2 separate regions of the Oryzias latipes genome follow, and region 2 is linked to region 1. Evidence: chromatin contacts called from public Hi-C data. All regions are on one chromosome and are shown on one strand. Each heading gives the region's core, a stretch centred on a gene start, on an enhancer-like site or on the middle of the called end of the contact. The rest is flanking DNA. Distances are from core to core; before and after follow the strand shown.

The links. Hi-C and Micro-C count contacts between places; a contact is called where the count stands out from the background.
Region 2: a Hi-C map of embryo shows a contact between it and region 1, with 2.4 times the contacts expected there. The contact joins the enhancer-like site here to the promoter of pax7 in region 1. A contact is called at or near these places in 2 of 5 Hi-C or Micro-C datasets (both in embryo).

The regions. Positions count from the first base shown.
Region 1 is chr5:8,878,647-8,883,978 of ASM223467v1, reverse strand. It overlaps pax7 (paired box 7), which reads right to left and starts at 2,572. Exons shown (of 9, transcript NM_001305635.1): 1 at 2,485-2,572; 2 at 1,283-1,518; 3 at 567-711; 4 at 113-241. The coding sequence starts at 2,572.
Region 2 is chr5:8,931,667-8,936,590 of ASM223467v1, reverse strand. No RefSeq gene overlaps it. Among protein-coding and RNA genes, the nearest start is that of park7, 16 kb to the left of the region's middle. Within about 2 kb of position 1,925, at least 3 of the 8 cell types and tissues checked have an H3K27ac peak or open chromatin away from gene starts, as enhancers often do. A contact at or near this core is called in embryo, where this site is marked.

The DNA.
Region 1 (5,332 bases), core at 1,323-3,822:
CAGTTTTTCCCCCCCACAATCTGATTTTAGGCAGGAAGTCTATTTCAAACATTTCCCCCACTTTGATGATGATAATAAAATTTGAAATTTCAGAAATTTTGAGTTAACTTACATTTATCACCGAGGATGCCATCGATGCTATGCTTTGTTTTCTTTTCTCCATCTTCATCCTTCTTATCACAGTCATCCTCGTCATCTTTTTTGCCAAATCGGGCCCTCAAAACGCGGCTGATGGAGCTCACTAATGGCAACAAAAAGGTAAATGGGTGATTAGCCCTAAAACCCATAAAAGAACCAAAATAATCCTATCAAACATTTTAGAAGGATACAGAATAAGGCACAGCAAAAGTTTGACATGAAGCACCAGCTTAAACCAAACTGTCCAAAATGTTAAAGCAAAATGAAACAGAAACACTGAAGCCACATTTCAACAGGAGCTTTCTCTTTTTTTCTAGGTCAAACAGCTGCTTACTGATGGGGTTTCATTTTCAGTAAGTGGACATGTTGAAGTCAGTGATGCTGCAGTGTTCACTGGTAGTGAGTAAAAATAAAAAAGTGCAGCTTACCAGATGAAGCCTCACCTGAAGGAACTGTGCTTCTGTCGCACACACCGTCCTTCAGCAGCTTATCCCGGATCTCCCAGCTGAACATGCCAGGGTTTTCTCTCTTGTACTCTTCGATCCGCTTCTCCACATCAGGAGTTGCCACCTGCTTTAGGTTTGAAATGGAATCCAAGCAAGAATGGGGGGGGGGGGCAAACAAACGAACAATTTTAGTTTCACCTGTATTTTTATTTATCTATTTTATTTTAAGAAAATCTCATTCACAAAAAAAAAACTAATTACATTTTAGGGGGTTTAAAAGAAATATGATACTTGTTTATGTTTAAAAAAACGAATTAACTCATTAAAAAACATTTTATATTTTATAAATGTGTGGACCTATAATGTATGTTATTATAATGCACATATATAAATATGTTTTGAAATATTATTAATTCTATATTTCCAACCAAAAACCAAAAGTTATGTTATTTAGTTTAAAGCCTAAAACATTTTTTTTATTTGCATTTTGTCATCAAGGATGAAGCAGTGAATTTAATTAACAAAAAGGGCACAATTAAATCCATAATCTGTTATTCATATATATAAAAATACGTTTTTTTTCTCATATTATTTAAAATACAAAACTTTTATGGATTGTTAAAATAAAAATGACAGATAGGGGGTCCATCAGCCTGCTGCGGTGACCCAGTTTTTTGGGGCGGCGGACCGCCACTCACCCTGGGTTTACTGCCTCCGATGGCTCCCGGACGGATGGATCCGGTCTCCTGGTACCGACAGAGGATCTTGGACACACAACCGTGAGAAACTCGCAGTTGCCGCGAGATCACGCAGGGTCGGATTCCGTGGTGGGCCATCTCCACTATCTTGTGTCGGATGTGATTTGGCAAGGGCCTCCCGTTGATGAACACTCCTCCAAGCTGATTCACCCTACCCTGGCCCAGAGGGGTAGACACTGCGCCACAACAAACAACAACAGCTTCAAAGACGCGCAGCAGAAAATAATAAAAGTAAAACCAACAAAAACAAATCACTTCAATTTGAAAAGATAATTTTCCATCAGTGGCGCATTTGTTGTTGATATTTAGCAGGACGCGCTCATTATCATATTGCACATTTTCAAAGGAGCGTGGTGCCAAATTGACGCAGCCTTAGTCTGGATGACAGGATGCGTCCGAGGCCACTTGAGGAAGCAATTTCACATTCAAGAGACCCTAAAGTGGCCAACTCTCCCCACCTTGATTATTCCTAGTCATGCTGTACAAATATTGATGTGATCCTTTGAGCCATCTTTTTGCTGTGTGTGTTATTGCCATTTCCAGCAGCAGGACACTTGAGCAAATCCCGGGGCTCGAGGAACTCGCGAGCTACGTGGTTTTTTACGCTTCCGTCCGAAGCACTTGAGCACGAAGTGGGTGTTGGGAAAAGTGTTTCCACAAATGCATGCAAATAAAAATGTTCTTTGTTTTCCCGCCCATATGTGTCTGGTGATTTTAGTGGGGGTAATGTAAAAGTAGAATAAATTAAAGTTATTTTAAAAAATGGATTTACATGTTAAAATTGCAGATATTTGTTAAATAATGTATGAAAACATTTGGATATTAAAGAGAGAAACTAAAATATGACGGTTATATGTAGAGGCCTTTTTTGATAAGCAGTAAAGTTGGGATATAATTTATCAGAGTTTATTTAAATGTATTCATTTGACAAAATAATATATATATATATGTAAGTATTGTGTTAAAAAAACATTTTGATCTAAACTAAATTGAACTTAATACGCAGTGATTGCGCTTTTGTTCCAACAATGTTATTGTTTTATTTCTCAGCATGTGTCACATCTGAGGGCTCACACAGCGGGCAACCACTGAGGGTTCGAACACAAGTCCAAAAAAGAAGCACTCCTTGTCCCCTTCCTTACCTTCTAGGGGGAAACCGGTTCTTGGGTAATTCTGGCCTGGCGCAGGGCGCACCATCCGAGGCACAGTTCCGGGCAGAGTAGCCATCATCTAGCCACCCAGGCAAAAACACCCAACTGGACACTGATCGAGCCTTCAGCTCTGAGAAAGTCCAAGCTCCCCAGACCCCCAGCCCAACCAGAGAAACGATGAACAACCCCAACAAAGTGAAATAGAAAAAAAAGGAATGTATTCAAAACGCTCAACAAGATGCGCCGCTGCTGTCAAATCCTAATCCCAGGCGGGTGATCTTGACAAGCTCTCCTTCCACCGGAGGGGGGAATAAAACTGATCCTCTCCCCTGACGTGATGAATGTGCCACAAAATAAAGAAAAATGTTGCAACAAATTAGGTTTGGAAATGGAGGAGTGGCACCTAAATTGAGAGCGCTGGTGTTTCTCTTCCCCCTCGTTCTAGTTTGGGTTCAGTATAATGTCTGGTGGCTTGCTGGAAGTAGTTTAAGTGGCCAACTTTCGTGCATGTCGTAGGAGGAGACAGCCGCGCGCTCCCATAGGCTCCCTGCCCTTTCTTTTATGGATGAAGGAGAGTGGGTTTAGCCAGGAGCCGGCCGACCAATCAGATCAGCACCGTGCGCTTTTTTTTTTTTAATTCACTGCCGCTTCTCACACAAGAGCCCAAACAAGAAAAGCACTTCAGGATCGCAATAGATCTAAATAATGTTTGAAAGCATTTGCCTCTTGTCTGGGCGTCACTCAGCTGATCAAACCCGTGAAATATTAGTATTTATAGATTCCTTTTCTTACTTTTTTTTTTTTTTATAAAGTAAAAAGTGTTCCTCCAAAGTAAAATAAACTATTAGAAAAGTGAAGCGCATGATAAAAATATATTAATAAAATCTATTTTAAAAACATTTTGCAGAAATTCTCAATCAGTTTTTTTATTGAGTCATCCCAATTTAATGAAATCTGTCCATCAAAAGTTGAGTCTCCACCGCTGATTTTCTGGGGCCCGCTGCGCGCTAAACGGCACCAAAGCAGCTCTTCCAGGCCAGGGTTACACTTTAAGATGCCTTTCAGCTTGTTAACCTTTCAATTAGGATAATGCGCGCAGCATGAACAACCAAGTCGCTCTCACAGCTTTTGTGGCAATTACCCTGCAACATTCGGATCGACCCGGTATTGGTGACAACAGGTTGACTTGTTCAAGTAATTGCTCGAAGGTAATTGTTTAAAAAACTGATTGTGATGTGTCACTATTAAAGGCAAAACAGAAAGGGCCCATATGGCAGAGGAGAGGAGCAGCATGTGTTAACTCTGTGGGCCCACCGTGCATATAAAATTGTGTGACAATTGCCGTGGAAAACACTCCTGGTGGAAGGCAATTTCACAAATAATTTTAGCAACAATTAGGGAGTGTGGAGGGGTGAAATGGCGATTTCACATGCAGATGTGCCGGTGGGAAAGATCTGGTACCCTGCCGAATAGCTATGACCCTCACACTCCCGCTTTGGTTTGCTTCACATGGGACACGGAGGCACAAAGAGACCGCCAACCTCCCGGGAAGGCGCACAGAGCACTGGATTAAGTCAAGCATCAATCATGGACAGTCCAAACAACGGCGCATTTGCGTCCAGATCTGTTTTCTCCTCCTGAAGCCGCAGCAGCAGCAGCAGCAGCAACAGCAGCAGCAGCAGCAGGTAGGGTTCTGAAGGGAAAGGATCCCGCGCTCCTTCCTGCGACAATCTCTACTCCACAATGCAGCACCACCAGGTCTTACCTCTGTTCTGCTAATCTTTTAAAGCCTGATATTCATTTGCCACAGCTGTTAATAATTACACCATGCAGAAAAGCATCGGCATTGTGCAGAAACGTTTACGATGTAATGAATTCAACAGGCTTTGCAGTTTGTTGCTCCAAACATTTCTTGCTGTTAAGAGACAAAATGAAACAACACATGAGGCAAGATTTTAGATAGCAGCATTAAAATGATAAAAAAAAGATCTTTAATAATGCCTTAGTCTTTAAAAGTGCACGTTTTGTGCACTTGACCTAACTAAAAACAGCTGCATAAGTCAAACGATTAGATGTGCTCACTTTTACCTTCACTTTACGTTTAATGGCATGAAATTAGTAGCCTAAGCCTACTGCAGCTGAAGTAGGAGAGTCAGATTTATACTCTAAATTCTCAGGAAAATATATTTTTTTCTTCTATAGAGTTATAGTTTAATGAAGGGCAAGGATGCTGCTCTAAATACAATGAAATAGTGTTTGAGAAACGACACAAAAGCCACTTTTCTGTAAATTCCATGTCACTTTCATAGCCCCACATATGCATCTGACTCCCGCTTATCCTCGTCACACCTTAAACCCCATTTAGGCTGCTTGTTTCTGCAGGGTTCAGCTTTGCGTCTGGCTGACTAACTCTGTCACTGAAGTTTCCTCTCAGCTGCTGCAGACACCAAAAAACACTTCCTCTGTCTCCTGATACTGTCTCCAATCTTATCTTGATCAGGGCCGGCTCTTCAAACACTTCCCTGCATATAGCCCCTTATTATTTATGTTATGGCAATTACTTTTCTTTTTTTGCTTGTAGGTGAACACCCCACCCGTTCCTCCTCCTCCTCCTTCTCTTTGTGCAGTTCTTTAAGTTATTCACAAAGACAAAACAGAAAGTGGCTTTGATGAGAAGCTTTGCCAGTTTTTTAATCTACTAATTTGCAGGAATAAAGGCTGAACATGAAGCCATCAAGTGCAAATACAATATTTTTTCAAAAGTGTTGACAATTTTCTTTAAATGGCCTTTTCCAACTTTATGTTTTAGAGTCAATCATCACAAAAGACTTACACATGT
Region 2 (4,924 bases), core at 676-3,175, 53 kb before region 1:
TTGTTCCAGAGTATTAATGTGGTGCAATGCGGGTGCAGACGGTACAGCAGCATGCGCACCGACTTCTTTGTTTCTGTAATGTTTCACTGAACAAAACAAATAGCCAGCCCCTCAATCCAGTTTTGTCCATAACCTCTGAAATGAGACTTTATGTTTCATACAAACAGCATCTTGGTTACATCAATAATCCTGCAAATGAAATCGATTTCCCCTCCCGCTCGTCCAATTCTGATCACAGCTGGGTTCCCCATATGGAGTATTAATGGGGTGGAGCACCCTGAGCCTGATCTAAAGCTAGAGAATTCTGGGCACACCACAACATCAAATCCCACTGTAATTACCTTCATGCAAACACAGGGGCCCTCTGCGGCACAATATGGGTTGAATAAATGGGATTTATGTGCATTGTTTTTGACGCTGGAGTTGATCTTGAATTTGTTTGGTGCAATTTACCAAGATGCTTAAGGAAATTGAAGAGAAGTGACGACGCATCGCGCAAATGCCCTGTTATGATGAGCTCAACGTGCCAGCTTTGGGTGGCTCATCTACATTTTTGACAGCAGTGACTCTTTGGGAGAAATGCAAAAGTTTTGTAATCATTGTGTTTTGGGCAAAATCAAATTACAGAGATCACGGAACTTGACAATCTTCATTCATCTTTTTTTTTTTTTTCCTATGAAGAAATCCTTCAAATGAAAGATGAAGGCTATTTTAGCACAGCAGACGGTTAAGTGGCTGGTTCTTCTCAATTAGCTTACACATGTATTCCAGCTCCATTTTGGCACAGCAAATAAAGTGTCATTTTGTCACTAGATTATACCATTTGCATTAAGGCTATTGTCTTAATTCCCCTAGGCTGTAGTGTTGAGAAATCAGTAAACATTCACAGGACCAGGCTGTATCCTCTGTTACAGCCATCCCTATCCCATCATGCACACCCGAGCCTTCTCTCTCCAGCAGGTGGGGGTGGTCATGCACCACGCAACACGGTTATGGGTTTAAGTCTGAAATCTACATACTGAAATGACTTCAGCTCTCCCTCACAATACCAAACTTGGTGGAAGTCTGATGAGTTTATTTCATCAATTCCAGAAATGCTGCAGAGAGACGGAGGGTGGGAGGCTGACAGAAAGAGAACCGGAGACGGACAGAGGGAGAGAGGAGAGTGTATTTCTACATACAATAGTCTCTGTCCATCATTCTCAGCGCGAATGTGTGTGTGTGCATGAGCCCCACCCCCACATACAGGCTTGTGAGGGAGGAAGTTTGATGTGAATCCTCGCTGCTGCCCTCTGAGTAGCACCGCCATGGCCGTCCCTCTGCTCCGGGGTCTCAGGTGTGTGTTATCTCTTCCCCTGCCCCTGGGAACTTTCAACAGATATGCCAGTCAGCCCGGGCTGAACTGCTCTTGTATGTTCCTCACTAAACACGCCTGCCCTGGATTCTGCATTTGGAGGAAAATCAATTATTTGACCCCCCCTTACATTTCACAGCCCATTTTCAGCATGCTGGGGCCAATTACACCCAGCAGAAAGACCACTCTTTATGTCATTCCCGCGATGACCTCCATCTTGCAGCTCCACACGGAGAAGAACTGTTAAAGCACCAACTACAAGCACTTGTGCCATGAAGGAGCGTGCTAATGCACTGGTTACCCACACTTTAGCCACACCAGCTGCACCAAATACAGCAGCCTCTCAGCTGTCAGCGGCACTGTCTCTCAAATGGGAGGTGATCATCCCAAGTCCTGAGCACTGAGCGAATGCCACTGACGGTTTGACAGCCCTAATGAAAGCTGATTACCAGGAGGCATCTATTAATTTGCCCTTAATCATGACAAAGAGAGTCTGTGGCTAACAGCTGTGAAATGGCAGCCGCCGCGCGGAAATGAGGCTCAGGGAAAGGCAGGGGACAAGGGGTTAGGCCCTGCACTGTCATTAACTGCCTGCCATTGTGTGCGCTCGCTCAGAGCTTAGCTACAGGTAACTCAATAAGATAACACAGAGTGCGCTTGGCTCTCCTCTTTGTGAAAAGCCAGTGCAGTGAATCCCGGGCGGCTGTGCGAAGAATAGGGGGATATTGGTTTGCATGCTCCGAGCAGGAGTTCTTATGATCCAGGTGAGAAGCTGACAGTAACAGGTTTAAGCTCTGTTCCTTCATCTGCTGCAGGCTGGTGGGGGAAAAGTCAATCACAGACTGAGGAGGTTGCTGAATAAGGAACTGAGCTGGCTTTTCACTTAGACAGTGCAACAAATGGAAGTTAAGCTGAGCCCTGATGTGTAATTTTTGAATATAAAATAGTAAGCCTGACTGGTAAAAATGTTAAATAAAAAAATAATTTAAAAGTCATTTAAAATGACTGAAATGTGAAAAAGTAAAAGTCATTGAAATTTCTGTACTTCATTTAAAGAACTAAACTCTGGATGCTGGTGGTTGATGTGGCGGTGGTGGGGGTCCTTACAGGAATCCGAACGTTCTGTCAGGGTGATGGACTGATGTGGTTTATGGGACCCTGGGGAAGCATCGGGGGGTTGTGATCACAGAGGCTGTCACAAGGCCCATAGTCATCCAGAAACAGGAGAGCATTTAACTCTTACGATGATCTATTGTGAACTTAATGATCTCTGTTCTGTTAGGCACACAAACACATGTCTTTGAGGCTATATTACCACCCACACTTTAAACACATTTGTTTTTGCCCAGTGACAAATGGTTTTAAAGGAGTTTCTAGAAAAAAATCAGGTTAAATTTTAAGAAATAAATCTTACTAAAACAAAATAAAAATCAGACTTGGATTTTTCATTTTTGGGGAAAATTAATTCAATGATATCATTAGCAGATAGACTACATGACAAGATGCGTCAGAATATTTCTTTATCTGATTTTTATTTTTTACACAAGCCCATGCCACATTACCTTAAAATTCGATGATCCAATACTTTAAATTGGGGCAGAATGTCAAACTTAGAAACAGGGTTATTTACATTTTTAAATATTTGTTTTTCTGTCCGTATTTTTAAGCGGCGACAAATAAGGAAAACCGAAGAAACAAAAGGCCAATTAAGGCATATACTACAGAAAAGTGGTTTTGCTTTAACATTGAAGTTTGCATGTAGATTTTTTAGTCCAATGAAGCTGTGGTTATAATTGGAGCTGAAAATGCTGGAATAAGGAACCTTTCAGCATAATAGAACCAGCCAAAACCTGAGCACCTTCTTTTTTTTAAATGAAATAAATCGTCTATTGGTCTGGTCAAACAAGTGGCCGGGATAGGCTCCGGCAGCCCCGTGACCCCAAAAGGGAAAAACGGTCAAGAAAATGAATGAATGAATGAATGAATAAATCTTTGGAGATCATGCAAAAACATCACCTCCTCTCTGATTGGCTCTGTTTGAGCAAAATAAAGATTATGGTGGATGTATGATCAAGGAAAATCTGTATAATATAAGAAAATTAAAAAAAAGAAAAATCTTACTTGAACAATTCCTTTTCTGGGTAATTTAAAATAAATACACTTTAGAATATCAGTGCAGTTTGGGTTTAAGCATCATCAAACAATGTCCATGTTAATAATAATAATAATAAAAAGAATAAAAAGTTGCATTGGAAAATAATTCGAAACAAAGACATAATCAACAGAAACTACAGAAATTATACAGACTGTCAAATGTTTTGTTACCAACACCCATACTTTACAAAACACAGGAAAAAGCAAAACAAAAATGTTTATTCCCAAAATTCCTGACAAGACAGTGATCAAGAAAGTCTATAAAATAAATTATTTCTACATTTCCATTTCAAATATACCTGCTTAGCAAATCTGTGATAACATTTAATTAATAAAGCATATAAAAGGTTTTTCCTAAATATGAAAATATTACCGTAATCATTTTTAAAATTAGGTTTTCATAAATGCTCGTTTGCCACCGTGTATTGGTCTGGTCAAAAAGGTGAATGTTGTACAATTTTCCGCTTTTCTCATGCTTTGTGTTGCCATAGAGGGATTTTAACCTCAGGACATCGATGTTTTTTTTTTTAAAGAAATGTATTTATTATTTTCAAGAAGACTAATGTCTCTCTGACTGAGTGATGATATTCTCCTTGAACTCAGTCACTGGTTTTCTGTTGGGTCTCCGCACATCTGAAGACATTTCTTGCGATAAGGACTGGGCTGCAGGGCTTGGATGTGACATGACAAACAAGGCAGAACATTTTGTTTGGCTTGGTATGAATTAATCAGTGGAAATGGGCAGAGAAGTTGAGCAAACAGTCATTTAAAAACTCTGCTGAGACACAGATGAGAGTCGTGATTCAATTAGATTCTAGGCCCTTAAAGATGCAACAAGTCCCTTAGCTCAGGAGGGCGGGGGGCTGACAAACACAGCTCATTGACACCCTGTCAGCTGAGTAATAACACAGAGAGCAGGGGGCATGCAGGAGAGATTCAGGGTCATTTAAAAAGTGAATGTTTCTGAAATGAGTATGGTGAGTGGATAAATAAAAAAAAAGCCTTTTTTGATTTATTGACTCAAAGAATGGAGCAGACGTTATTTTCTGGGCTTTATGTCAATCTGAGGCATAAAGAAAAGTTGTATCATTTGAAGCTTAGCGCTCAGAGTTTGCATTATCATGCAAAGATTTGAAAACAAGTTATAAGTCAAAAAGTGTTGGTGATCTTTTACCCTCTTAAAGAGTGAATTCATTTCCAGCTATGAAAAAAAATGTTTTTGCTTTCAGGTAGATGCTAAAATTAGATAATTTAAAGTAGTTTGGTGTATATTTGCATCAATAGGCACCATGAGGTGAAATTTCCAAAAAAATGTTTTTAGTATTTTTGAATATTATTTTAAAGCAAGACAAAAATTTATACAAAGCCATCTGACAACAGTTACTAGGTAAGACTTGATGTTTGCTGTCTCTCCAC